3 separate regions of the Mus musculus genome follow, and all the other regions are linked to region 3. Evidence: chromatin contacts called from public Hi-C data. All regions are on one chromosome and are shown on one strand. The core of a region is the stretch at or near the end of the contact, and the rest is flanking DNA. Distances in the headings are between cores, read along the strand shown.

What was found. A called contact is a pair of places that touch in the nucleus more often than the background predicts.
Region 1: a Hi-C map of bone marrow-derived macrophages shows a contact between it and region 3, with 12 read pairs. A contact is called at or near these places in 1 of 39 promoter capture datasets (the 3T3-L1 cell line), 3 of 484 Hi-C or Micro-C datasets (bone marrow-derived macrophages, cortical neurons and nephron progenitors) and 1 of 130 datasets of targeted methods (VIP interneurons).
Region 2: a contact with region 3 is called in a Hi-C map of bone marrow-derived macrophages, with 14 read pairs. A contact is called at or near these places in 1 of 484 Hi-C or Micro-C datasets (bone marrow-derived macrophages) and 1 of 130 datasets of targeted methods (VIP interneurons).

The regions. Positions count from the first base shown.
Region 1 is chr15:67,122,647-67,126,696 of GRCm38.p6, forward strand. The region is part of intron 3 of St3gal1 (ST3 beta-galactoside alpha-2,3-sialyltransferase 1); the gene reads right to left. Among named protein-coding and RNA genes, the nearest start is that of Gm31400, 45 kb to the right of the region's middle.
Region 2 is chr15:67,411,715-67,416,075 of GRCm38.p6, forward strand. No RefSeq gene overlaps it. Among named protein-coding and RNA genes, the nearest start is that of 1700012I11Rik, 190 kb to the left of the region's middle.
Region 3 is chr15:67,988,284-67,992,521 of GRCm38.p6, forward strand. No RefSeq gene overlaps it. Among named protein-coding and RNA genes, the nearest start is that of Zfat, 270 kb to the right of the region's middle.

The DNA of each region.
Region 1 (4,050 bases), core at 990-3,489, 860 kb before region 3:
TCCATCCTTTCCTTTGTCAGGAAACAAATTGGCAGGTAGAAAAAGTGGACTTTGAAATTTTCAAGCATGTATGAGTGTGTTCGTGAATGTGTGTGTGTGTGTGCATATGTATGTGTGTGTGCTGTACACTGGAGTTCAGATCAAACATTATCATTCTCTGTAAAGAAAAGGAATAATCAAACCCTGAATGGATGAGTATGAGGGTGAACTGGCTTTTCTTATGAATGCAGATTGTACCCATTTGCAAGGTGCATGGTATGTATCTATATAGCTCACTGACTATGCAGCAGGGCTTCCCAAAAGTGTCATGTCCTTTGCAGGGTCTGGCGTCATCCACAGCCTGAATGGTTAGTTCCAAAACATAAAACAGAATCCAGCCCCAGACTCTTGCATTTTTTGCTTCCCGTGCTTCTCTTTGCCCCAAAAGCTCCTCATCCCCTCCACACCTGGAATACAATCCAAGCCCACATCACCTCCACAAGATCCTGAGCAACCTGCTGAGCTACAATAATGACTACCTTGGCAAGACATGCCATCGGTGCAATCGTGGCATCCTGTTGGTGCCATGGGGGTACCAATTACTCTCTGGTTGGATTTAGGGACCACTCACAGATAAGCTCTCATACCTGGCCAAGAATCCATGCCTTGGAGGGCATAGAGAGAGGATATTAATATTATTTTATGAAATAGACATAGTATGAAACTGCTTTCTAAGTACTTGTTTTATATTCCTAGATGAGTACGCTACTCAGCCTTCATCAGAGAGGCTTCTTTTCGCACTGGATGGTGGTTGATACAAAAACTCACAACTGGTCGAGTGTAGAGAATAAGTGATGGCGGAGTATTCATCTATATCACACACACACACACACACACACACACACACACACACACACATATGCACACTCACGTGCACACAAACATATGCACAGGTACACACATATGCATGCTCACATACATGCTCACACGCACATACACAGGTACATATACATAAACACACGCGCGCGCGTGCACACAACATCTATAATACACCAAAATATATCATCTGTATCACACCTCCTCCCTTTAAAGGTTAGGGTATGTTGCAAAAGAGGGAATAAAACAAACAAACAAACAAACAAGCCAAAAAAAAATCCCCAAACCCCAAGCACAAAAACCCAACCTCGCCCCAAAACAAAACAAACTGTAAAGAGACAGAGTTCACAAAAGTTAGCTGAGAAACAATGTTTTCTGGTCACGACAGGACCACTGTACTTACGAATTAATAGCAACTGTGGTTGCCTGCACAGGATCAAGCCAGTCAATACTGCACTGTGTGTGTGTATATGTGTAGGTTGCATGTGCTCATACATGTGTACTCATAAGGCTGACACCTCTAGCTGTGAAGCTACTGATACTTGATGGTCACTTGGGAAGGAAGAATCGATTTCTTCAAGCAGGAGTGTGGCCCCTGGTAGGTCAATGGATGGCCTTATACCTATAAGGGCAAAACTAACTGAACATAAATAGCTACAAATTAAGAAAATGTCAAAAGATGACATCAAGTTGGGAGTTCTGGGAAGAGTTAGAGGGTAGTGGGGTAGATATAATTAAAATACATTATACCCAGATGTTAAATTGTCAGAGAGTAAGTAAAATACATTTATAATTAAACACACCTCGAATTCCCATGAAGGCATTAATTCCACCGTTACTAAAGTATTTACAGCATTTCTACCATGTCTCTGCTGTGACACGTGTTGGGATGACTGGCACATGAAGAAAAGGCCTTGCCCTGGGAAAAATGTATTTTTTTTGTCATCAGGAAGACAAGCAATGACTATGAAACATTAAAAAAAATTCCACCCAAGCTGGCTCTCGTCTTCGTCTGTCTCTACAGAAGACCCCTCAAGCTAACAGGCCTAAGAACTTGCACAAACTGTTTGCCCTGCCCACAGGCTCTTCCCTCACAGATCCATTCAAATCAGGATGGTGGCTGGGGCAAATGGCACCTCCTTAAATGGAACTCAGATTGTTCCTACCTCAGACTGTGCATCTTCATCTTCTAGACCACACAGGGATCAGTGAACATCATGGGTTGTGAAAAGCTGAAGGGGTGGGCCTGAAGCTAAGCCTCCCCCCAAGTCCTCCTTTCTGCCCCTCGCCCAGCTCTCTCTTTCACTGTTCCCACTCTGCTCCTAGATGAGAGACCAGAAATGCCTTTCGCAATCACCTAGACAGCAGGGACCATGTGCGTTTTACAAATAAGGGAACCGAGGCTGAGATATATCTAGTGGTTTGTTTTTTAAATCATTCAGTTTCCACATAGCAACTGTTTATTCTAGTGTCGCCATGGTTGGGAGACTTCCTTCCCATCTCTTGTGTTCTCAGGGATCCTGCTGACACTCCTACAAAGCCAGGCTAGAAGGCTCTGTACCCATCTGTTGCAAATGGTGGCACTCTACACTTGAGGTTCCTGTCTCCGATAGCAATCTACTGTATGGGCAGACATGGGTCCAGGCCTTTATTTGCTTCTCAGAACTTAAGGAAGATAGACCGGAGCCCTACATTCTCTGAAGCCTCCAGGAAGCAGGGACTGGGTAGCACATTCACTCACAAATGAGATAAAAATCAACCCTACCCACATGTCCAAATATTTTTATTAATAAGATTATTCCAGGCATACCTTGGTGACTGAGCAGATTTCTGTCCCGGACTCTTCCCAGCCAGAGCACCCTGTCTCACTGCCTTCCTCTGAAGCTTTGAGGTCTCTGCCCCGCCTCCCCTCCCCAGGATCTTTGGGATGTTTGGGTTACTAGATAGAAGGCACCAGAAACAAATTGATCGGACTGAAAAAATAAAATTAGCTGTATCAACAGGACCAAGGTAAGCCAACGGATTCTGGGCAGATATTGGGGAGGAAGAAGACACAAGACAGTGAGTGGAGGAATTTCTAAACCTTTACATTTTGGAGACTATGAGAACAAATTAGCCAAGAACTCTCTGCAGTATGGACAATAGGGAAAGGCTGTTAGGATGAAGAGTCCTCACAAAGAGCATCCTGTTAGAGACACCTTTGCTCTGTTCCCCAATCAAAAGACATAGGACAGATTTTTCTTGTTCCCTGCCACCATCCAATATGATAGGGCCTTACAGATGACAGAGGAAAATGAAGAGGAGTGGCTGGTGTGATGGTGGGGGAGGAGGAAAAGTGAATATACAGTTGAGTCAAGTTGCAATAGGGCGATGGGGTACCAGGTACATTCCCTGCCTCAGGGCCTTTGCACACACTGCTATCTACACAGGTCTGCAAAGGAGGATCTGATTCTCCCATAACCAGGGTCTGAGTCTGTGCTGGAGACTGGGATCTTGACCTTCATGAGGATCTGTTTCGTATCAGGCATATGGGATCAGAGTAATCCGATGACCCTCAATGAAGCAGGCTTGCTGGCAAAGCCACAGCCTGCCCCTGCAGCAGGGTGTGGCAGGGCTGGGTTGCATCCCATTAGGCTGCAACAGGATGTTTTTGGCCTGTTCCTTATGAAATACTAACAGGCCCTCCCAGTCTGGATCCAGGGAGAATGGCTTTCTGATGGTTCTTTTTCCAGGTGACTGAAATCCAGTTCATGGAAGGTTTAAGAACTCCTTCTGGGCTCCCAGAAAGTACTGCTCAACTATGCCCAGAAATGAGTTTCAGCCTGTGCATCCCCAAGCCATGGAGGGTCTGGTGATATAACGCTAACCCAAAGCTGCAGCCTGCAAGCTTTGGGCCGGAGTGCTGGGGTTTGCAGTTTGCAGGATATTTCTGTGGTAAGAGCCAGAGGCCAGGAAACAAAATCCTGGATTGCTACCAGGACACTTGCTGCCCTGCTCACTGCCGCAGACCTCAGTCACAAGCTTTGTCACATCTCTGGATTGGAGAAGCACTCCAATGTCACCACCTCCCAAGCTTTAACATCTGAGGTTCACAGAGAAGATGGGACCAGCCTAGGGATGTCCACCAGTCTGTGGTGACATTGAAGCTAGGACTTGGGGTCCTTGGCTGTCTGAGCATATCCCTTATAGTATGAC
Region 2 (4,361 bases), core at 1,802-4,301, 580 kb before region 3:
CTCAGAAAGGAGAGAAAGGAGAATGTTGGTGTTCTCTGGCCGTCTCCTGCTACCCCCTTTTATTGTCTAGAGGCTTTCCAGTTTGTGGGATGGTGCAACCACATTCAAGGCAGGTGTCTACTTTATGATTAATCCTCTCTGTGAATGTCCTCACAGATAAAACCAAGAATGTGTATTATCTAGGTGATTCTTGGTTGATTATAAACTCTTTATTTCTCATTCCACCTGTTTTCCTCATAGTTTTAGCACATGTATTTGTTGCTGGGAATAATGTATTATGTAGTTAATCATGGCTGCATTTTTTATGATTCCCAGGGAATATGCCCGATTCTCCAAGGTATGTGTCCAGAGAAGAAATGTCATTGACTTAGGAATCTCTAAGTCAGCTACATCCAGTTAAACTCCCATCTCTGTGATTTTATCACATTCTACTTCACCACACATTGGTTAAGAAGACCCATCAACCATAGGCTGAGGAAATTGCTAAGTCAGGAGAATGGTTGTCTAGCATGCACAAAGCCCTGAGTTCCATCCCAGCAGCAAACCAACAATGTCTGGTGATGTTTTGTTATTCCACTACTCTGAAGATGAGGACAGATGGATGATGAGTTCCAGAAATGCTGGGATATATGAGACCATCTTCATCCCACATCTTGTGCATCATTTAAGCACAAGGCCTGGATTGGAGTTAATCTGATGGGTACAAAGGCCTGCCTCACAGAATTTGTCATTTCTCAAGGGTGGGGAAAGAAAGTGAACCTATTCTCATCAAAGTTGAAACTACATGTCAGAACTGGAGTCAGGGACAAGGGGGCAAAGAGCCATACACTTAGTGGCTGTTTTGAACATTTTTAAGTCATGTGACCCATGTGTTTCAGAAATTGGATATACTTTGCACCATCTGCATGTCTTGATAAATGATCTTGCGAAAGGCCAGGGGTTTCTTCCTCAGGCTTCTGTGTGTGGGTTTTTTGAACAAGCCCCAGTACTGAATTCCTGACTTTCTGCATTTGAAGCCAAAGGAAACTTGGTCTCACAGCAGGTCAACTATTTTACCTTTTTATATACAGTAATTAGAGAGCCACTTTGGTTTTCTGGAAGCTTATGGTTTGCAATGCCTGGGAAATCTTGGGAGAAATCATACTTAAATATAGGCATGAAGCACACCTCCCCTACACACACACACACACACACACACACACACACACACACACACACAGAGTTAGGAAAGCCATGTTTGTACTCAGTTTAAACTAAGGCATTTGAAGTATAAACTAATCTTTGCAAAAGAAGGAATTTTCAGACAAATAGCATCAGGGAAGGAAAGCTAGCCCCAGACAGTCCTGTCCAACTATGGCAGCTGTCATTCTAAAGCCTGGATACCAATCCTGGCTCTGAAAGGCCCTGCTTATGTGGCAACAGGTTGATATGTCACCTTTGTAAGAGCGTGTCACCCCAGTGGGGGCTTAAATAAACAAGCTCATTGCTGGTGGAGGTGTGTGTTTAGGATGAACAATCTCAGTAATGAGTCCTGGAAAATCTAGATTGCTCCCGAAGTTACTCAACTGAGCATCAGATAATATGTAGCATTTAAAATACAAACTCTTCTCTAGGGCGTTAGTCCAGTGGTTGGGGACAGTCACTCAGCAAAACTTATGGCAGGTGATGAGAAGTTATGAGAGGAAATGTACCTGGAAAGGGGACTTGATACTGGGGAAACCTTAGATCAGACTGAACTGGGAAAGGTCCCTCTGTCAAAATGACAATTGAGCAGATACATCTAACTGGAGGTATGAAACATGTCTGTCTCAGAAAATGTCTATCAATTGCTCCACCACTCAGGAGGGAGGCACACACCCCAGACTTGGGAAACAGCAAGTGCCAAAGCCTTGAGGGAAGAGAAGAGGAGATGGTACGTAACACCAGGTTGGGCTTGGATATTTAGTGGTGGTTCTTTTGAGAAAAGAGGGTGGGGACATAGCTCTTACTCTTCCAGTGTATGAGTAAGAGGATAGACAAAAATCAAAACAAAAAAAACCCAAACACTAGATAAGCAGCAGTGACTCGCACAATTCGACAAAATTTTACTCAGTGAACTGCAAAGGATGTCAGTGTGACTGTTGGCATGAGTAGTCACTGAGGGAATGGAATGGTGACCTCTGAATCAGCTTTCTTAGAAACAGACTCTGCTCAGGAGTCCACCATGTGGGGCATTTATTTGGGGATATCACTGGGACCAACAGTGGAGCACATGGAGAAAAAGCTAAAGTATAATATTGTCCCCTTTCCGCCCTTGCCAGTTACTAGGGGAAGTTCTAGGGATCTTTGGCTCTGTAGAGCCAGCTAGAAGAGACTCAGAAAGGAGTCATGATTTCACAGTGCAGTCTTCCTAGGGAGAAGGCCTAATTTTCAGAGACGTAGTTTCTCCAGCTCAGACCAGTCCTCAGTAAAAGGGCACAGAGGGCTGTCTGTGAGTTGTGGGAGACAAGACCTTAAGTTCTGGAAGGGAACTGGGTTGTACTTCATACCCAGCTCACAGCCAGACCCTTGGGGTGTTGGTTTCATTTCTTCCTGAAAGCTTCATTGCTCATCCTCAAGTTCCCCTTGGGAAAATGCACAGGGCACTATAGACACACTGCACCACATGCCTGTGATGGCTAGTCAGCTTGATGGGATCTAGGCTCACCTAGGAAACACTGGACCTGCTTGCCAATAATTATCTAGGATGGGTTAATTGATATGGAAATGAACCACCACTGTGGTTTGCAGTATTTTGTGGGCTGAGATCCTGGACTCACAAAATAAAGTCAGCTAAGCCTTAGCTTACTCTTGAACGAGGAACCCATGTGGCCAGCTGCCTCAAGTTCCCACCATCAGGATATTTCCCCCTTGATAGACTGTTCCTGCAAACAATGAGACAGAATAAATATTTCCTTCCTTAAGTTGCTTTTTAAAGGATATTTTAGCAACGGGGAAAAAATAGCTAATACCCTTCAGAGGGCAGCTGGTCTTAAACTTCAGATGATAACCACAGCTTCCTCTTCTCCATTCCACTTCCCATCATGCTTAGGGGAGCTTGTTGGTCTCAGTGGCTTGCCTGCTGGAATGTCTGAGACCATCTTGGAAGTGGCTGAGCTGTGGTCATCATGCCCTTCTCAAGCCATTGCCCTTCCAATTTATAGTCAATAAAAGGATTATCGGGGGAAGTATATGGAAATGGAGCAACCCCTTTCTCCACAAACCTGTTATGTATCAGTCAGATGGCCTCCCCTATCTTCAGAAGTCAGAACTCTGGCCATCATGGTTCTCGGTTTTTGGATCTGGTGGTTCGTAGGCACAGAATGCCTACCTTGCAGTTCTATACAAATTCTCTTGAAGACTTTGAAGTGGTTTTCTCCACTTGGGGACAAGAATCACAAACTCTTCCAAATGGAGTAATGTCAACAGTGCATCTTCTCCAAGAAATAGCCAGCAAGGCTACTTATTCCAGTTTCCAAATGCCCTTCCTACTGAGTCCTAGGTACAGGGTTTTAACTTGAGCAATTCTGGAAAAATCCTCTGTGCTCATATAGCACTTCTGAAAGGGTTTCTAACCCTACAATGGGCCACAGCTCTGGTGATGTGATATATAAAGTCTGATGACAGATCCTGTATCATGTTCTCAGTTCTCTCCTAAACTTCCTTTGCTGTATATTAATGGTCTCCTAGATTTATAGGGTGTCATTGGGATCTCATGCTGGTGAAACAACATTCTGGGAGCTACAGAATACTGCTAAAGTTGAAGCCCTATAAAGACATACCTGAAACATGTGCCAATTCCTACTAAAAATCAACTACTTTCAGAATGGAAGAGGTCTCAGACAGTCAGCCTACTATGATACAGTCAGTTAGTACTTGCCAAGGGAAGGTGCCTGCCTGAGCTCAGCTTTGGCTTTCTTTCTGATGGGTTTGATAGTTTCTAGTAGCTATGGATATATCAGTTTGGGGGCTCTGCATTGTTGGGGTCAGTATGGTTGCTATTCCTTCTACCATGACTTCTTTACTCATCATTTTAATGGTCCTGGGGTGCTGAAATTGGGACTAGCTGGTGTCAAATGGCCATGCTACCTAGTCTGCATAGGCGTTACTTGATCTTCCTCTTTGGGTACTGTTTTGTGAACATTAATTTGCAAAAAACAGAAGAAAACCAAAAACCTGTCTTTCTACTTGGGGCCACTTCCCCATGGCTGTGTCCCTGTCTCCCACACCTCCTTGTTCCGGAACTCTGAGTTTCTTTCTTCCTAAGGCCCTTGGTAAATAAGCACAGCCCACTCTGTGTGCATTACTCATTTGACCTCCAGCTCACTCAAAGAAGATGCGTG
Region 3 (4,238 bases), core at 273-2,772:
AAAAATGAGCTTAGACTTTTCACACTCATATCCAAATATGACTCAAAATGATTCAGAAGCTTGAATGAGATCAACTTCTAAAAGCAGCATAGGACAGTTCTACAGAGATAGCTCAGTGGTTAAAATACTTGTTGCTTAAGCATGAGTACCTGAGTTCAGATTCCTAGCACCCAGGTAAAAACCCAGGTGTGACAGTGCATGCCCATTATCCCTAAACTGTGAGGTATAGACACACGTGTGTGTGTGTGTGTGTGTGTGTGTGTGTATGTATGTATGTGTGTGTGTGTGTGTATACATATACATATACATATACATATACATATACGCATACGCATACGCATACGCATACGCATACGCATACGCATACGCATACGCATACGCATACGCATACGCATACGCATATATACATATATACATATACATATACATATACATATATATATATATATATATATATATATATATATATATAGCTTTGAGACAAGTTCTCACTATGTCGCCTTGGCTATCCTGAAACTCACTATACAGACAAGACTGGTCTAGGACTCAAAGAGATCTCCCTGCATCTGTCTCCCAAGTGCTGGGACTAAAAATAAATATGCCTACCTGACAAATATTTTAATTTCAAATGACTGTTGTAAGTAAATAAGCATATAAAACAATTGACTGGTAGAAAATATTTGCAAAATTCATACTCAAGAAAGGACTCATACCCATAATTTTCAAAAACGACATATATCCTATAACACAAAACAATCAAAGGATGGGAAAATTATGCATAGAAGTGTCATCAGTTATGAAATGGCTAATTTATACATTGCAGGTGCTAATATAGGGATATGAACAAAACCACAGCAAAATACATTCCCACAGAGAGTAAGTATAATACAGGAAAAGGATTAAAGCTGAATTCTGAAGACGTAGAAACATGGGTAATAGCACATCACCAGTGATAAGGACGTTGTGCAAACACTTTGGAAAACATTCCAGCAGTTTCTAGAATGTTAGACACGGACCTGAGAGGAGCCACTGATCTACTCTTAGTTCTCTATTCAAGGGCAAGGAAAATGTTGAATAGCATGTGAATATTCACTGCAGTCTTGTTCAAATAGAAAAAGTTTCAAGTAAGCTATGTGTCTATTAATTGTGGGATAGATCACTGAAGTGTAATGTATTCACTAAAGTGAATAGGATTTAGCAATAAGGAATTGAGATGGCTCATTGAGTAAAAACAGATGACACCAGACCTGACAAGTCCCCAGAACCCGCATGATGGAAGAACAAAAGCTGTCTCCTTCCTGCAACCAGTCTTCCAAACTCCACATCCATACACATCGAGACATGCATGTGTATACACACATAAGAAATAAATTAATAAGAAAACAACTTTAAAATGCAATAATGATGCATGCCACAGCACCAGATGAGGTTCATTTTCATGACATTAAGTGAAATAAGCCAGATACAAAAAGCCTCATATTACGTAATTCTGTAAAAGAAACTCAAGAATAAGCAAAATACAGAACCAAAAATAAAGTGCTGGTTGCTTGGAGCTGTGGTTGGAAACATGGATTAATATAGACACATGTGATCTTGTCGTACGGATAAAAAAAATGTCTTGAAATTGATTTACAGTGATGGCTGCATTTGGCAAGGTTACTAAATATAATTGAATTGTATATTCAAGCTGAGTGAATTTAATGTTATATAAATAAAATTCAATAAGCCTATTAAGAAACAATAAGCCAAAACAGCAGTGTTATGGACTGAATGTTCACATATCCCAACATGGCTGCAATTGTATCTGACCCCTGGGAGGTAATTAGATAATGAGTGTGGAATGTTGGTGAATGAGAGCTTCCCTGCCTCCCCCTCCATACTTTCTTCCATGTAATGATAGCTGTCTGCCATGCAGAAGAAACCCTTCCCACAAGCCCCACACCACCAGCATTTGCCATGTCAAATTTGTGACCAATGACTTTGGTCTCCAGGACAGTGAAAAATTAAACCTGAACAAACCAGCCTCTTGCCATTCTTTAAAACAGCTGAGCTGACTAAAAGATAAAATGTGGATGGAAGGGAGACTGGGTCAGAGTGTTTGCTGTGCAAGCTTGGGAACCTGAGTTCAAATCCCCACCACCCATTTAACAGGTCAATGTAGCTGTACCCATATCCCCAGTATTGAGGGGTATGGGAAGCAGAGACAGGAGGATTGTTCAGCTTGCTGGCCACCAGCCTTGTTCCAGATTCATCAAGAGACCCTACCTTCAAGGAGTGATAGAGGGGTAGATCTGGACACTCAACACACCCTCTCCTGGCCTCCATATGTCCAGAGGCTATGCACACACATGGGTATACATCATATATATATCTCACACAAGTAAAATGAAATATCAAATATCAACACATGTTTAAAACAGAGAACAGTCTGGAATGCAAACTTTTGCTTTCTTTAAGTTTGAAATATCTCACATTTTCCAATTTTAACAATAAATCGGTAAAGATGTTTACTACTTGAGACACAAGGTTGTCCATGGGGCTGTATCTTGCCATGACTGGAAAGTACTTCTGAGGTAGCTATATCATTGTTATTGTTGCTTTATGAGTTATCGAAAATCTATGCTTGGTAATTGCTTTAGTGGTTTTTACTCATCTTCAGCAATACTTGACTTATAACTGGGCTCAGAGGAGATCACTGTCAGCTTAAATCAGTGCCTTCTCTTCTCCCAGATCCAATGAGAGAATTTCCACAGATACCTTAGCCACTCAAGAGTTTCTTCCTGAGAATGCTGAATCTTCTAATTAGAAAATATTGCTGTCATAGTGAATAGATACGGTGATGTGAGATGAACAAGAGGAACCAGGAGATAAGCAGACTCATTTGCTCAGTGATTCTCTTATCCACGCAGTCCCCTCTCAGCCACTGATAACCAAAGCTTACTCCCACAAGTGCAAATTATTCTTTCTACAAACCTTGGGTCAAATTCAACATTTTCATGAATTAGTAATAATATCCTTTTACACGCATTGATTCCCTAGAAGTGTAATGGGATAGCAGAAAATGTGATTATCATGGTATTGCAATTTTGTTTTCTGATGAAGAAATGTAGACACAGGATACAAGCTAGGCTAAGGCTCATCAATATTCCCAGTATGCATGTAGCAGAACCAGAAAAAAAAATCTGCTCTGTTGTGTGTTAAGATCAGGCTACAGAAGAATGTGTAGACCAGGATATTATTCATTTTGACATTAGACATGTACAGATAACACAGAAATACATATTCAAAACTACTTTCCAGATCTTCACCACCAAGGCCTGGCCTTCTCCGTAGTCTTCATTGTTTCTGTAAATGGAAACTGTCCCTCTAGCCATTCAAGACAGAGTTTCAACCCTCCCTGGGCTTCCTGTTTTCCCTCCCATCCCCACTACATCAGCATACATGACTGTCTATCTTTTGACATCGTCCAGAAATTCACCATATCTCAATAGACACATCCCCTTTCAATAGCCATTGCCTCAAGTATTCACAATGGATCTTCTAACATACCCCATGTCTGCCTAAAACCTGACAGCAACTCAGTCACTAGTTAATTAAACCCTCCGGGTTTACTGCATCCTCCAAGACCTATGTTAGAAAGCCCCACCTCTGGGAGCTCCCCTTCTGCTTCTCTCTAATGTTCCCTCTACCCCTCCCCTAGACCTTCATGAGACTTATCAAACATGCATGCACACACACACACACACACACACACACACACACACACACACACACATACACACATGCACGCATGCACACGCCACTGCACTATCTCACCTCCCCAGGTTTCAGATAAGGTTCCTCCATCTATTTTTTCACACAACGTCTTTCAGGTGATTATTATTCCATCAAAACCCAGAGCATTCATATGCCCTTGAGCCATGTTTTCTAAAGCAATATTTTTAGGCTTGGTCTCTTGATCTCCCCAGGGGCACATCAAGTCAACCAGGATATAAGCAGTGTGAATGAAGAATCAAAGGCACTGACAACCTCTCCCTGCTACACAATCTGGGATTAGCCGAAGACCTTTCCATCACTGCCTCATCGGAGAGCCACTTTAGTTACTTCCCCATTGTGTTTTATGAATACTTTGGTATCTGGCATTCAGCTCTACCAGGATCCTACCTTCTTGTCAAGAGTAGCTTTAGCCTTTAGAGTGATAGTCATGACTGAGTCTGCACTGTTAACCCCTGTCCTAC